Linked DNA regions of Zea mays: region 1 is linked to region 2. Evidence: chromatin contacts called from public Hi-C data. All regions are on one chromosome and are shown on one strand. The core of a region is the stretch at or near the end of the contact, and the rest is flanking DNA. Distances in the headings are between cores, read along the strand shown. Region 1 holds the start of LOC100383478 (Phosphoethanolamine N-methyltransferase 3). Region 2 holds the start of LOC103630680 (mitogen-activated protein kinase kinase kinase 17).

Region 1 (7,063 bases), core at 4,006-6,505, 160 kb before region 2:
GTTAAAAGAACCTCATGGTTCGTTATTCCCCAGCTGGCAGTAGGGAACAACAACCTATTGAACAATATCAAGAAAAAGCATCTGATGCTTAAATCATCGTCAGAACCTTTCCTCAAACGATCTTGTAGAGCTGTAACCCCAAAATCTTCTTTCGATAGCCCAAGTTCAGCTCTCAAATTGTTGGCAACAACAGCTTCATCGATGCCCAATGCAGTTCCTCCCCCAGCATTCGGTAAACCCAAAATTAGGTGCACCGTATCCTTTGTAATTTTCAGCTCCTTTCCAGGGCCAGCTCGAATTGTCATGTCATTGGGGTCGAGCTTTTCCATCAGCCAAGCTAAGTGTGATCTGCTGCCGAGTGCGTCCAGTCTCATATCAAGAATACTAGAAAATCCCCTACGTGCAATTGCTTGTTGCTGTCTGTCATTTAATATCTGTATGCTTACTAACACATCTTGGGGGTTGCATCTGACGTTCAGCTTCTGCTGGGAAAAATATATAAAATGAATATTGTAAACATTTACATGTGCATAATCGCAACACAATGTTTAACTCAGACATCAAGACAACATGATTTCACGCATAAAAATGATATATTGCCATAGACATAAATATCTAACCTGTCGGGGTGGGGGCACTGCTTTCCTCCGCTTAGTGACTACCTTCTTCAAAACTTTCCCAGGGCTGTCGTCCAATTTACGCTTCTTGGATGATGGCATAAAGTCATCATCCTCATCAGCAGCACGCCTTGTCTCGGGTCTAACAGTCCCCGCCGGAGCACGGGGTATGTCAACGCTGAAGCACTCCTGAGTAGACTGGATTATGATCCGTTTTGGATTGGAAGGTGGTCAGTCTACGTTCTTCATCACTGATGTTCCTACCAAAATGAAACAACACATATACATAAAATACGTAAAGGATCAAAAAAAAAGATAAGCACAAAGTCAATTCAGATCAGTTCATGACCATACATTGCATAAATGTATCAACAAAGCAGCATAACACAATATTGTAAATTGCATAAACTTATGAGACTAACTTGATAAAAAAATCTGCTCATATGCGACATCCAATTAATGTATAACCTGGTTATTTCGTTTGAGCTGGCCCAATTTGAACAGCATTAGGTTTTATGGCATAATGTATTGATGTATGGATCATACTTGTGTCAACAAATCAGCATAACACAATATTGTAAATTGCATAAACTTGTGAGACTAACTTGATCAAAAAAAATCTGCTCATATGCGACATCTAATTAATGTATAACCTGGTTATTTCGTGTGAGCTAGCCCAATTTGAACAGCAATAGGTTTTATGGCATAATGTATTGATGTATGGATCATACTTCTGTCAACAAATCAACATAAACAAAATATTGTAAACTGCATAAAGGTGTGATAGATTGCATAGTATACATTTGTGTCTCCAATTAACTATAAATTTATAATGAATTGGTATTTGATAAATCAAGCAATTGGCAAAATAATAATGTGAACTCTATCTACGATTCAGATTGGAAGAGTTAAAGGTTGATGGCTTACCGGAATGTGGATGGGCCTGGAGGGCGGCTGAATCCGATACACCTGTGCAGGGGACAACCCAACGCGACGCGGGGCTGTGTCAAATGCGTCGGGGACTCGACGTTGGGGACGGACCTCGTGACGGGGTAGGGGACTCGGCGTTCGGCCGCCGCGGTGGAGAAGATCGAGGTCTCGGTCTCTGACGAGTAGGAGAACGCAGGGGCGGCACAACCGCCTCCTCGATTCCGGGGCCCTTGCCGGAGACGAAAAACAAGGCCACGGCCTGTGTGCGGCGGAGAAGGCGAGGGCGTGCGGCGGAGAAGGCGAGGGCGGGTCTCTGCGGTGGTGAAGGAGAATGCGACGGCGGGGGAACTGCGGGGGAGAATCTTAATGCGACAGCGGCGGTTAGTCTAGGGTTCGCCGGGCGCCGAGGAGAAGCAGCATACGGCGGCGGATTTGGCTAGGGTTCGGCGGGAGCGATAGTTACGGGAGAGCTGAGCTGAGAAAACGACGGCTCAGTTCCTTGATTCGTGGGCCCGGATTACGTAAACTGCCTAGATTGCGAGAACACGATCTTTTCGTGGGCCCGGATGCCGCGAGACGTGCGCACACCAAAAGAGTGTAAACGATAACAAAAAGGAGCATAACTCGTATTTATAATTGACGTAACAGTGTATTACAGTAAACCAGTAAAGCGTGCGCGCCGGTCAGAGCACCTGGTCGGTGTCTGGTCGGGGCTTCATGTAGTTAGAGAGAGCCCAGGGCTCTAAATACTATATATATATATATATATATATATATATATATATATATATATATATATATATATATATATATAGATATAGTATGTTCAGGCACCATTGCGTAGTGTCGTCATTTTCAGCACAGCTGCACGGCACACAGAAGGAGACGATCCTCAACAGTCCGCATGCCGCTAAAAGAAGGTGTCAGCCTCATGCCCGACCACGTGGCCTCTCGCTCCGAGAGCCAGAGCAACAGCGCGCATACGGTTTTCTGCATAAACGACCTTTCTCGATTCCTAGCAGACAAACTACGCATTATCTTATGCTCAATCCATTTAAATTATAAATTATTTCAATTTCTGTAGAGAGGAAAAGCGTCTCGAGTTTAACTTAAATTACAAAAAATATATGACATCAAGTATAATATGAAAAGTATAATTGTTGAAGAATCCACGAATTTGACGAATTTTAGACGCTTTAACTCTGAAACAAACATATATTTGGAACGGATGGAGTAAAAAGGACTGATTTTTTTTACCAGTGCGGTAGTATCATCATGAAAGAGACGAAAACACCAATCAAGTGGGGGCCAGGGTACCAAAGGGAATCCACCATGCCCAATTATTTGCCTCCACCTCAGGCAACACCCACACAGCATCCCCCGCCGTCCTACGCAACACCAGAATTCGCCCACCAGATGCACACCACGCGTCTAACGGCCCCGGTCACGTGAAGCACAAAAGAATGCAAGGACCAAAATTGTCCCATGTCGTCGTAGCTTACAGTTTTTTTATTTGGAAAAAAAACAAGAAACATGGTTTGTTTTCCTCATCTACGTTTGCTATAAATGTGGTTTCTCAAATTCACATCCTTAGTATGGACATCTAGTTAAACGTTTCTAAATTACAGGAGAGTTTGGGTTTTATTATCTATGACGTTTGCCATATGTTTTGGATCTACAAAAATAATATCTTGCATTGAACAACTATAACAGTTATTTTTTCCCATTAAACTATATTCTGCATAACTATTGCATGTTATTATGATATTATCTCAACTGTATGTCGTTTATATGTTATAAGTTTGGCTATGTTTTATTATAAAAAAGATAGAAATGTTATATTTCCATAAAATGCCTTCCATTTTTTCGACGATAGGAACACCGGTATTTTTTTAAAAAAGCTAAACAAATTTCGGAAGAAAGAAATAAAGGCAGGCTAAACACGCCGCACGCCAGCAGCGTCGCCAACCAAAATAAGCAACGCATGGTCCATAATCTCGTTCATTTTTTATATTTCTTAGGGCCTGATTGGATATTATATGCTAAAATTTAGAAGGGTGCTAAAATTAGCACATCTTAAAGAGTTAAACTGCTATGCTATTGAAAGATAAAATTTAGCACTTCACTTTTAACACTCTGGTTTAGGTGTCGAAGCGCTAAAGTTTAAATTATAAAAGTTATAACTTTAACACTACGATCCAAACGTGCCGTTAAACCCGAACGATGCTATATATTGCAAACATGCAAAACACTCTCGGGATTGAGGAAAAAGCTGACATGCGAAACTTGTTCCGTTCTGGGCTCTGGCCTCATGGGATTGGGAAGAGCACAGCGGTGCATGCGCAATCAGCTACTCCCTCCGTCACAAAATGATGTGGTTTTGACTTTTGAGACCAAGTTTGACCGTTATTATTTATTTTTATTCTAATTTAGTTTATCATACAACGTACTTTAACTATCAACTATTTTTTATGTATTCATAAATATTTTAAATAAAATAAGTCGGTTAAACTTGAAATAAAAAAGTCAAAAGACTTAGGGTGTGTTTGATTTGGCTTTTGACTTTGGCTTTTATCCCCTAAAAGCCAAAAGGCAAACCAAAAGGATGGATCCAGGAAACAGCTTTTTTTCTAAAAGCCGACTTTCTCGCAGTGCAAAACTGAAAGCACCCCTAAACCTGCTTTTAGTGGCTTTCGGATGGAACTGTGAAAACATATATCGAATAAATTTTAACAGTTTTTAGTGGTTTCCACCAAACAGTTTTTTTAGTTTTTTAACAGCTCACAACTCACAACAATTTTTTTCACAGCTCACAGCCCATAGCAGCTTTTTCACAGCCATAGACCAACCAAACGGACCCTTAGTACTAGCTATTTCTGGTAGTCTGGTCCATGCACATCTTCAGACCGTCCGCGGCGCATGCCGCACGGTGCCCCCTCCCCTAGCACTGTATACGCGTAGGGGGCCTCTAAGCGCGCAGCGCTGGCCTCCAAATGCCCCGTACGCGTTGCAGCGCTAGGGGATGCCGCGCTGCTCCCCCAGATCAAGGGGAGCACTGTAGCGCCTCTTTGCACAGTGCTCCCCTATTTAATAGTTGAAAAAATAGTAATAAAAGATGAAAAGAGTTAGATAATGATATTTTATAATTGTAGTGGAGTATAAGGGATAATATAGAGGGAACCGCTGCGGGAGATGAAAATTTAGGGGGTGAAATATTGATGATATGATACAAAAAGTGATATAGGAGAAAAATTGGTCACGGCTGCGGTCAGTCTCACAAATATTTTAAATAAAATAAGTCGGTTAAACTTAGAGTAAAATAATAAAAAGACTTAGTACTAGTTATTTCTGGTAGTCTGGTCCATGCACCTCGGGCCTCGGCGGCAATAATACTCGTAGAATGTTTAGGCACGTAACAGTGGGGTTGCTCAGTTCGGCGCGGCCCGCGCACTCGCAACCGCGCTGGGAGTCTGGGCTGGGATGCAGCAGAGATGTTAACCGAGGTCGAGACGAGACGAGAGACGGGACGGACGGCCATGGCGCGGCTCTTCCAACGGGAGCAGACGATCCGAGGGCGCGCACTGCCCCACCCAGATCTTCACGGGGATTCTCGCTTCCCCACCGCTGCATCGCCCAAGTCCCAACCGCGCCGCCGCGCACCTATAAAGCCCCGCCCCCCTCCGCAGGACCCGTTCACCGCTCCTTCCCGTTCATCCATCACACCATTCCCACTCTCTCCTCTCCACCCGGCGAGCGGACACCCCCCTGTCCTCTTGACCCGATCCCGTCCCCGCCCGCCCGCCCCGCCGCCGCGCGCGCTGGTCCGGACGCTCGGGCGCTGGTGATCCGGTTGATGCAGCAGCGGGGCCTCGCCCACAACTGCCGCTCCCGCGGCTTCTCCCGCTCCCGCCGCGCAGTCGAGGGCGCCTGAAACGCACCCGCCCCACGCACGCAGCGCAACCGAAAACCCCTCGATCCGGCTCTCCTCGCGCTGCAGCTTTTATAACGCCGTAGACGACAACGAAAGAGAACGGAAAGAAATAAAACCCAACACACCTACCGTCGTCCGTAAAGGAAGGAAGGAAGGACTCGAGAGATGGACACCGTCGGCGTCCCCGTGGTGGCCGTTGCGAATGGTAAGTTGACGGGCGGGCCCGCGGATCCCCCCTTACTGTTGCTCGCCGTAGTGCCGGGCCGAACTCGAACAGGTGGTGGGCGGAGACGGGAGGGAAGGGTTTTCTGGGCTGGTTGGCGGACGGGAAGGGTTCTGTTCTGTTGGGTTGATGCGATCTGACATGGGTTTTGTTTTCGGCGGCGGCTGCGTCGCGCGTGCAGGGATCGGGGAGGTGGAGCGCAAGGTGCAGAAGAGCTACTGGGAGGAGCACTCCAAGTGCCTCACTGTCGAGTCCATGATGCTCGACTCCCGCGCCGCCGACCTCGACAAGGAAGAGCGACCCGAGGTGCTGCATCAACATCCTCCTCTCCGGCTCCCCCCGTTTTCGTTTCCGTTGCTGCTGCTGCTGAATGATTTACTTTTTTTTGGGGGTGCTTACGTTCTGTCCATACCGGAATCTTGCCATATCTCGGACGCAGAAAAATGATTGGCCCGTGCTGTAATGGCACGGCATGGCCTCTGTTCAGCGTTCACCCTCTGGGAAAAAGTTGCCTTGACAGCAACTGCTCGATATGTTCATAACTGGACAGTAATTTTTTTCCCAGGACAGTCGCATCGGCGATATATTGATCAACGAAAACGTGACGATTTTTTTTAAGAAAGCGTTAGAGCTGACAGCTGAGGCAGAGACACTGATGCTGACACTTGCCTTTTGAGTGTGTATGCTCCGTTCCAGTTATGTCCTGAGACCAGCAGATTCACTGCTTCAAATCTGAACATCCTCAGACTTGACACCTAGCCAATTGCAAAGCCAAACGAACCGCTAACAAATCCTTTCTTATTTTAGCACTAAGTGCTTGTGACGTGGCTTGACGACGTTCAACGTGCTTTGCTAATATGAGCTCAACAGAGATGTGCACTAAACTAAATGACAACATAATATCTGTGCCTCGTTGCTTGCTGGTATCAATTATGAAACAGTGCAGAACGATTATGAAACTGTACAGTTGACTTGGAGACTTATGAGATCATAGTATCGTAACTTAATCATTTAATCGATAAAAAAAGATAGACCCTACGCCAAAGGCTAAGTAGGGTCTATAAAGCGAGCAGGGAAATGAGTAGACTCTAGAGAAGTCAGTAGGAAAGGGCAGATCCAGCGCTAGAGGGTGAGGCTGTTTTGAACCCGTGACTCGCCACTATACCAGGCCTACCCTCCTACGTTCATCATAACCGATGAATAGTACACTGTTTTTTTTTCAATAAAGGAAGAGCACCAAGTCATGTCTTAGTTAAATCATGTTTTGTGGGAAAAAAATGTTCAGTAACAATTTGAGTACTCAAATTTTCACTACCGATCTGCAGATCCTGTCTTTGCTTCCCTCTTACAAAGGGAAATCAG
Region 2 (7,382 bases), core at 263-2,762:
CAATTTATTTCTCAAAATTTGACAATCGTTGCATATTTTCGTTGTCGACTAGTACAAACTAAGAAAACATATAAATAGGGGTTGTTTGGCCTCTCTTATATTTTACTAGGTGTACGTCCATGCGTTGTTATAGAGTGAACATGTTATAATAAGATATATTGAAATTTAAAATTATATTTTCCATTTTATGTTTTTGTTACCATCTTTTAAAGTTCTTCATTTTGTTTCCATGTAACAAACTTATTTGGTGGACCTACATGTGCTTGTACTCAGATGCAATACATGATATCATTTATTACAAATTTGTGCTTGTTATTTTTCTACCTTAGCACAAGGTGGTTGCTGATCATTGTTTAATTTTGGTTACTTTAAGTTACAAGAGCAGATTTACTTGAGTGGTCGATAAGCATTGCATTTTAATGTACATGGTGGATTTGTTCGATGTGTAAGACTTATGTAAAAAATCTTAACTTTAAAAGATGATAACAAAAACATAAAATGGAAAATATAATTTTTTAATTTAAATATATCTTATCATAACATGTTCACTCCGTAGCAATGCACAGACGTTCACCTAGTGAATAGATGAAAGCTTCTTAGTACAACAAGAAAGAACAATAGTGCTATTGGTTAGAAGGGACGGTTTTTGTTGGCTGTGTGTTGGTCAGAGTTTGATCCATATAATCGTTTTTTTGGACATTTTTATCGGCTGGTAGCAAAACCATGGGAATGGGAATGGAAGTGGGCACGAGAGAGAGGATGGAGAATGGTAAAGGAAGGGAATGGGAATGGAAGGCAGCATGGGAGAGGACGGGGAATGGGAATGAAAAGGGGAGAACAAAGAATGAAAATGACAGAACCAGGTGTGGCAGAATAGGAAATAACAAAACCAAGAATGACAGACTACTCTTGGAGCTTTAATAAATAGTATAGATTCCTGGCTCTGCCACATATTGATCTACGCTCTTTCTACGTAAAACGCTAGATATTTTTCATGCTTATCCACTTTTTAGATAAAACATATCAGCTAAAATACCGTGCTTTAAAAAGTATTTCATGCTCTCCTATAAATCATGATAACTAATTAAAGGATGTTTTAGTTTACAATGACTAAATTTTAGTCACTCCATTTTATTTTTGGTTTCCATATTTACCAGTTTAATGACTAAAATAGAATAAAATATAAGAACTAAAAATTAGTTCCTACAAACCACCCCTAAAACTCATCCAATCTTCCAAATACACATTGCTATTTCCAAAAAAAAAACATCGAAACGGATTCCTTTCCCTTTTCTGCCGTTTCAGCCGCCCGCGTTGCGGCGTTGGGTTGATCCCTTATGGCGGCGTGGTTCAGGCGGGGCAACGAACGACGGCCGGCACGATTCACGGCCACGGACGACCACATGCATCAGTGCATGCACGGGACGGCAGCGTTCGTGAACGACACCGTACCGTCGGTACATACATGCATTTGACCGCGACTGCAGCTTGGAATCGGAGCAATCGCGCGCCATCCGCAGCTTATAGCAGGGTGCAGCGGCCGGCCAGTGCTGAGCGCTGACGCGACCGCTGCGTCCGAGCTTGCGTTACACGCCCGCGAATGTATCCGGTCCTCTTGTCCAGACTCAAAGAAAGACTTTTTTTCTTCCTTTCGAGAATGTTTTTTTTCCCTCTGTAGTAGTAGCAGTTGTTGTTGTTTGTTTGATGGAGGATTTGGTGGCTACACACCATAACTTTGCTGTGGACTTGTGCAACGCTACAGACAAAGCGAGTGTGGAGCGACCAACCGTGGCCCCTCCGGACCGGAGCAAAGCACACAGACTGCCTCGTGCACCCCGTGGATGAGCTCCACGCTGTTTCGTAGAACTCTCTATCTCTTCTAGTACGTGGAGCCGTGGACTTGCCCAGAACTTGTCAGCGAGCGAGCGAGGAACGGGATGTGCAAGTACCCTCCGGTCCGAGCCTGAGCGTCGTCGGAGTTGACGGGCGCGGGGTAAAGCGGGTGGACTGTGAAGCTTCACCCTCGGTCAGGCCCCCGCGCGTTCCCACCACGCGCGCGAGTCGCGAGAAGCAGAGTCCATGTCCATGCCCATTCGGCCGGTCGTTCACACACACCGCATTCACGCACGAGCGCGTGGCCGCGGGAGAAGCAGAGACTTGCTTCCCACGCCTTTTCCTTTTGGCCTCCGTATCCATCGGTATCTCTAATTTCCCCCGCGCGCCGCGCTTTTGCCACACGCCAAACACCTTCCATGTTCTAAACTTGCAGTCCTTCCTAATCCCAAGAACAAGCAATAGCATCCCCCATCCCCCCTATATATAAACAAACGCACCTGGCACCCGCCACAAAAAGGACTCAGCAACGCAAGGCCAGCTCGAGACAAGTCAGGGCCAACAGAAACAACCACCACCACAGCAGCACGCGAGAAACAAACAAGAAGAGCAAGCAAGCAAGCAGATCGCAACAACCGCGCGCGGCATGGCGATGGCCGTGAGCGGGAGGTGGACGCGGGTGAGGACGCTGGGCCGCGGCGCGTCGGGCGCGGAGGTGTTCCTGGCCGCCGACCAGGCGTCGGGGGATCTGTTCGCGGTCAAGTGCGCGCCGGCGGCGGCGGGCGCGGAGCTGCTGCGGCGGGAGCGCGCGCTCATGGCGGGCCTCCGCTCGCCGCACGTCGTCCCATGCATCGGCGGCCGCGCGGGGCGCGACGGCTCGTACCAGCTCTTCCTCGAGTACGCGCCCGGCGGGTCGCTGGCCGACGTGGCCGCGGCCCGGAGCGGCGGGCGGCTCGAGGAGCGCGCCGTCGCGGCGTACGCGGCCGACGTGGCCGCGGGGCTCGCGTACGTCCACGCCGCCGGCCTCGTGCACGGCGACGTCAAGCCGCGGAACGTGGTCGTCGGCGCCGACGGCCGCGCCAAGCTCGCCGACTTCGGGTGCGCGAGGAGGGCCGCGGACGACGACGCCGCGCTGCCGATCGGCGGCACGCCGGCGTTCATGGCGCCGGAGGTGGCGCGCGCGGAGGCGCAGGGCCCGCCTGCCGACGTCTGGGCGCTGGGCTGCACCGTCCTCGCGATGGCCACCGGCCGCGCGCCGTGGGCCGCCGCCGCCGGCGACGTGCTTGCCGCGGTGCGCCTCATCGGGTACACGGACGCCGTCCCCGAGGTGCCCCAGTGGCTGTCCGCCGAGGCCAAGGACTTCCTGGGCCGGTGCCTGGCGCGGCGCCCCGGCGACCGGTCCACGGCGGCGCAGCTGCTCGAGCACCCGTTCGTCGCCTCCAAGAGCACGCTGGACCTGGACGGCGCCAAGGGCACGTGGGTGTCGCCAAAGAGCACGCTGGACGCGGCATTCTGGGAGTCCGAGAGCGACAGCGACAGCGACGACGACCACCGCCACCACCACGACGTCGACGTCGACGCGGTGTCGGCACAGAGCACCGCCGACAGGATCGGCGCGTTGGCCTGCCCTGCTTCGGCGCTGCCGGACTGGTGGGACTCCGACGAGGGCTGGATCGACGTGCTCTCCGCACCAGCCGAAGCATCGTCCGACGCGACGGTGGACGAGGGCCCTTGCGTCGGCGACGGCGGTGCCGGAACAGAGGAAGAAGAGAGGGCAGACCAGGCCGCCGAGCCCCTCGACACGGACGCCGACGGCGCCCACAATGCAGGAGAAGCTGACGCTAGCCCGCCTGATCGCGAGTGGCATCTCCGTGTGAGTTCACCCTGTGATGGTGAAATGCAATGTACTAGATTGTTGTGTGACACAAACAACAATGCAATGGATTTCCTTCTTTCCACCACCCCAAATTTGCCCTGTTTATCGGTCGGCTTCATGGATTTCAAGAATCTCTGTTCTTTCCTTTCCTCCCATTCTGTTTCTGGCATAGGATCGCCGAGTCGAACATTCTCGTTAGCTGCTACGAATTCACACACGTAAAGCCTGGATGGATTGGTCCAGTCCTAGTAAAATTCACCGCGTACAGGTGGAAGACCGTGAGACAGCCGTGACCGTGTGTGTGTGTCAATCTCCAATCCCCCGCGGCTCGAGCTTCCCCAGCACGGCACGCACCGAAGGTTCCAATCCAGAGAGAGAGCCGCGTCGACACGGAAAAGCGCAGCGTCAGCGCGGACGCAGAAAGGGTCTCTGCCAATGCCATTCCGGAGTAAACTTGGGCAGCGCGCACTGGTCGAAAACCTTGAGAGCTCGGACTCCGTAACCCGGGGGTCCAGGAACGGACCACGTGCGAGCCCCGCCGCCGAGTGGGGATATTTTTTTTTTCTCCCGGTGGGTGGGGACGTCGAGGAGTGGAGAGGGATATCCTGGCGTGGGTGCCGATCCACATCCACCCCGGCGGCCAGCGCTTTTTACCCTGCTTGCCTGCCAATGCAGCACTAGGGGGGGCTCGTCGCTCGCCCGCCCGCGCTACTGGCTCCTCTGGGTAGCGTGTCAATGCGGGATCTGGAGCTGGCTACTGGCCGCGCTGTAGGGGGTTCACCACACCCTTCACCGCTGTCTGCCTGTGCTTTCCAGACTGTGAACCAGTCGGTTGCCAGCCGTCTCATCACGCACGCAACGCAAGCGAAGCGAGCGCCGATACGCTCGATGCGGCCTGCCTGCCTCTCCCTCCCTCCCTCCCTAATCTTTACTTTACCCGTAATAACTTTAACTTGCCAGATACAAAACGCTGGGCCGGGTTCGGATATGGTCGTCGCCGTACGGGGACGGTGGTATGGGGCAGCATCATCCCAGTCCCAGGCGGCAAGCGCGTCAGACTGAGACCCGGCAGCCGGCATGGACGCGCCGCGCGCGAGTACAATTGGACGGCACCGCACCGAGCACACCGCCGCGCGCACGTCTGAGTCGGAGTCGCAGGACCCAGGACCACGGTCCACGAGCCACCGGCGGCGGATATGCATACGGGACGATATGTATTGGATATATGGATATGCACCCGCCTCGCCCGTTCGGTGCAATCCGATGACTGCCGTCAGCTCATCCTTCCGAGCAGTGATCCGGCCTTTTTGTTATCTTTCTTTCTGTTGCTTTCGCCGCCTTTCCCCTCCCTTCCAAGCAACGGACCGAGTGAAGGAATCTTCAAGGGGCGGGTAGTAGAGTAGATCCGGACGGTTAACTACTGATGATCAGGAGTGCATCCGGTCGCTGTCACGCCGCGTCGCGTCGCGTCGCGTGCGTCTAATAATTAAAATCGCCGTCTCGGCGATCACGCATCAAGAAAGAGTGCTGCATTACGCGGACGGAGGAGTCGCCATGCCATGCGCCTAAGGATCCCGTGAAACGACATGAGTGAGCTAGCTATACTAGTTAGGCGTTTCTATAATCTGTATGAGCTGAGTGCGCCTAAACCGAATGCTTCTTGCGAGCCAAGCAAGGCCAATGCAAGTGCACCTGGGCAGTAGGCGGACTGCAGCAGTGGGTGACTTAAGACGAGTAGTTAGTACTCGTGTCAGCCTCTAATCAATAGCCATCAGTCAGGCACTAGTAGCTTAATAGTAGTGATCTACACTCCAAACTAGCAGGTGCTTAATTAATGGACGTTGTGTAGGAGCAGCCATAGTACAGGAACTCCCATCATTATGACACCATGTATAATAATAATAATAATAATAATAATAATAATAATAATAATAATAATAATAATAATAATATTAATAATAATAATAATAATAATAATTCCGCGACGGATGCTGCCGTCAGTCAGGTACGTACAGCTCGCTGCTGCTGCCGCTCAAGATAGTTAACTCTCGGTTATTAATATTACGTGTTCGTGAAGAACATAAACATGGGCCGGAGAGCAGCAGCAGCAGCAGTTGACCCTGACGGATGCAAATGTATATGCAGAGCCAATATTAAAAGCAGACTACGTCGTCGTCCAAAACGCAGAACAAACAAACAATCATTAGGACGGACGCAAACCGAGAGCTAATGATGAGCTCTGCTAGTAAACAAAGCCGCAGCCGCAGCTAACCGTTGCGTGCCCCTGCTCCGACGGACGGAGGCTTTGGATCCTGCGCGGTGCGGCGAGATTGACCAGCTCAGCGCAGCCCCATCATCATCGCTAATTGGCGTCGATACAAGGAAGGATGATACGCCTGCGGGCTGCGGCTGCGGCCGAGATCGAGCCGGCATGTGGTGGCAGCTAGCGTGCAGCCCACCGAACTCGCACTTGTGTGTTTTTCATTTTTGTTTGGGGTTTGGCCTGCCGTGTGCCGTGCCGTAGTATCTCCTGGATCGACCGCCCGATCGATATGATATCCGTGACGCCAGCGCCGTGCCAAACTGCCAGCTGGGTCGTGTAGCTCGTTCACCCTCGCTCTCCGGCCACATGGCCGCGCCTCGCGCTGCCCACATGTGGTGTTCTCTCTTTCGTTCACCCACAACACATGTTGCGCCGTTCGGGCTGGACCGCCTGCCGTACGGGGATAAACAACGACCGACGCAGCAGGCGGCTGACTTCACGCCATCAGCGATCGAGCGCCTGGTGTCGTCGTCGTCGTAGTCGTAGCGCCTTGCCGCCGCACCAAATTGACACGCAGAGGAGATCACGCCGACGTCGGTTGTTCAACACCGCTTTGGAAAGTTGCAGATATATTCCACGTATACGTACTAGCTAGTACTGGGTTCGGCGATCCAACAAAGTGCGTGATGCGTCACCACTCTCTCTCTGTGTGGATGCACGTTTTCCTTTACGCGTTGTTTCTCTGGTCGTTGCCTGCTGTGTCGGTCCTAAGCTTGATCTCGGCATCGTGTTCATTTAAGCTGGACTGCTCGACGATCGACACATGAACGGAACGGAGCGGAGGGGTCTGGTGGCCTGGCCTGCCGTAGTGGCGCCGTGCAGGTGGAGCTGCCCCCCCCCCCCCCCCCCCCCCCCCCCCCCCCCCCCCCAAACACCGGCTCCGCTCCACACTTGGCGAAGCGCCGGGTGTGCAGCAGGCCGCGCTGAACCTACCATGCTGTACGTGCTCCGCCAACTCCCGGGCGGGCGCCGCCCGGGAACAGATGGCAATGTGGCGTGCCAGCACACCCAGCCGCACGCAGGACGCAGCTTGGAGTGAAAGAAGCTGCAGGAGCTATGCGGAAGCGACTAGCGAGGTTGGGTCAGCAACAGCAACGGGGCTTCCTTGGCTTGCGTCAGCTGATAAACGTGGCGAGAGCTATGATGGCTTATGAGAGATTGGCGGCCTGACGGGAGCAAACCGTTACGTGGCTGCCTAACACGAGCTAAATCGTCCTGTTACTGTCTGTACTCTGTAGGCCATTAGACGATCGGCAGTCCTGCGTATGAGCCATGGAATTTAATTAATTACAATATAGCACAATCTACCTATTATCTGTTATTTTTGCATTTCATCCTTCCAATGTAATT

The links. Hi-C and Micro-C count contacts between places; a contact is called where the count stands out from the background.
Region 1: a Hi-C map of bundle sheath shows a contact between it and region 2, with 2.1 times the contacts expected there. The contact joins the promoter of LOC100383478 here to the promoter of LOC103630680 in region 2. A contact is called at or near these places in 3 of 25 Hi-C or Micro-C datasets (bundle sheath, ear and endosperm).

What each region holds. Positions count from the first base shown.
Region 1 is chr6:173,818,048-173,825,110 of Zm-B73-REFERENCE-NAM-5.0, reverse strand. It overlaps LOC100383478 (Phosphoethanolamine N-methyltransferase 3), which reads left to right and starts at 5,255. Exons shown (of 12, transcript NM_001176126.1): 1 at 5,255-5,683; 2 at 5,883-6,007; 3 at 7,027-7,063. The coding sequence starts at 5,644.
Region 2 is chr6:173,657,980-173,665,361 of Zm-B73-REFERENCE-NAM-5.0, reverse strand. It overlaps LOC103630680 (mitogen-activated protein kinase kinase kinase 17), which reads left to right and starts at 1,512. Exons shown (of 1, transcript XM_008651737.4): 1 at 1,512-3,931. The coding sequence starts at 2,480. The coding sequence ends at 3,931.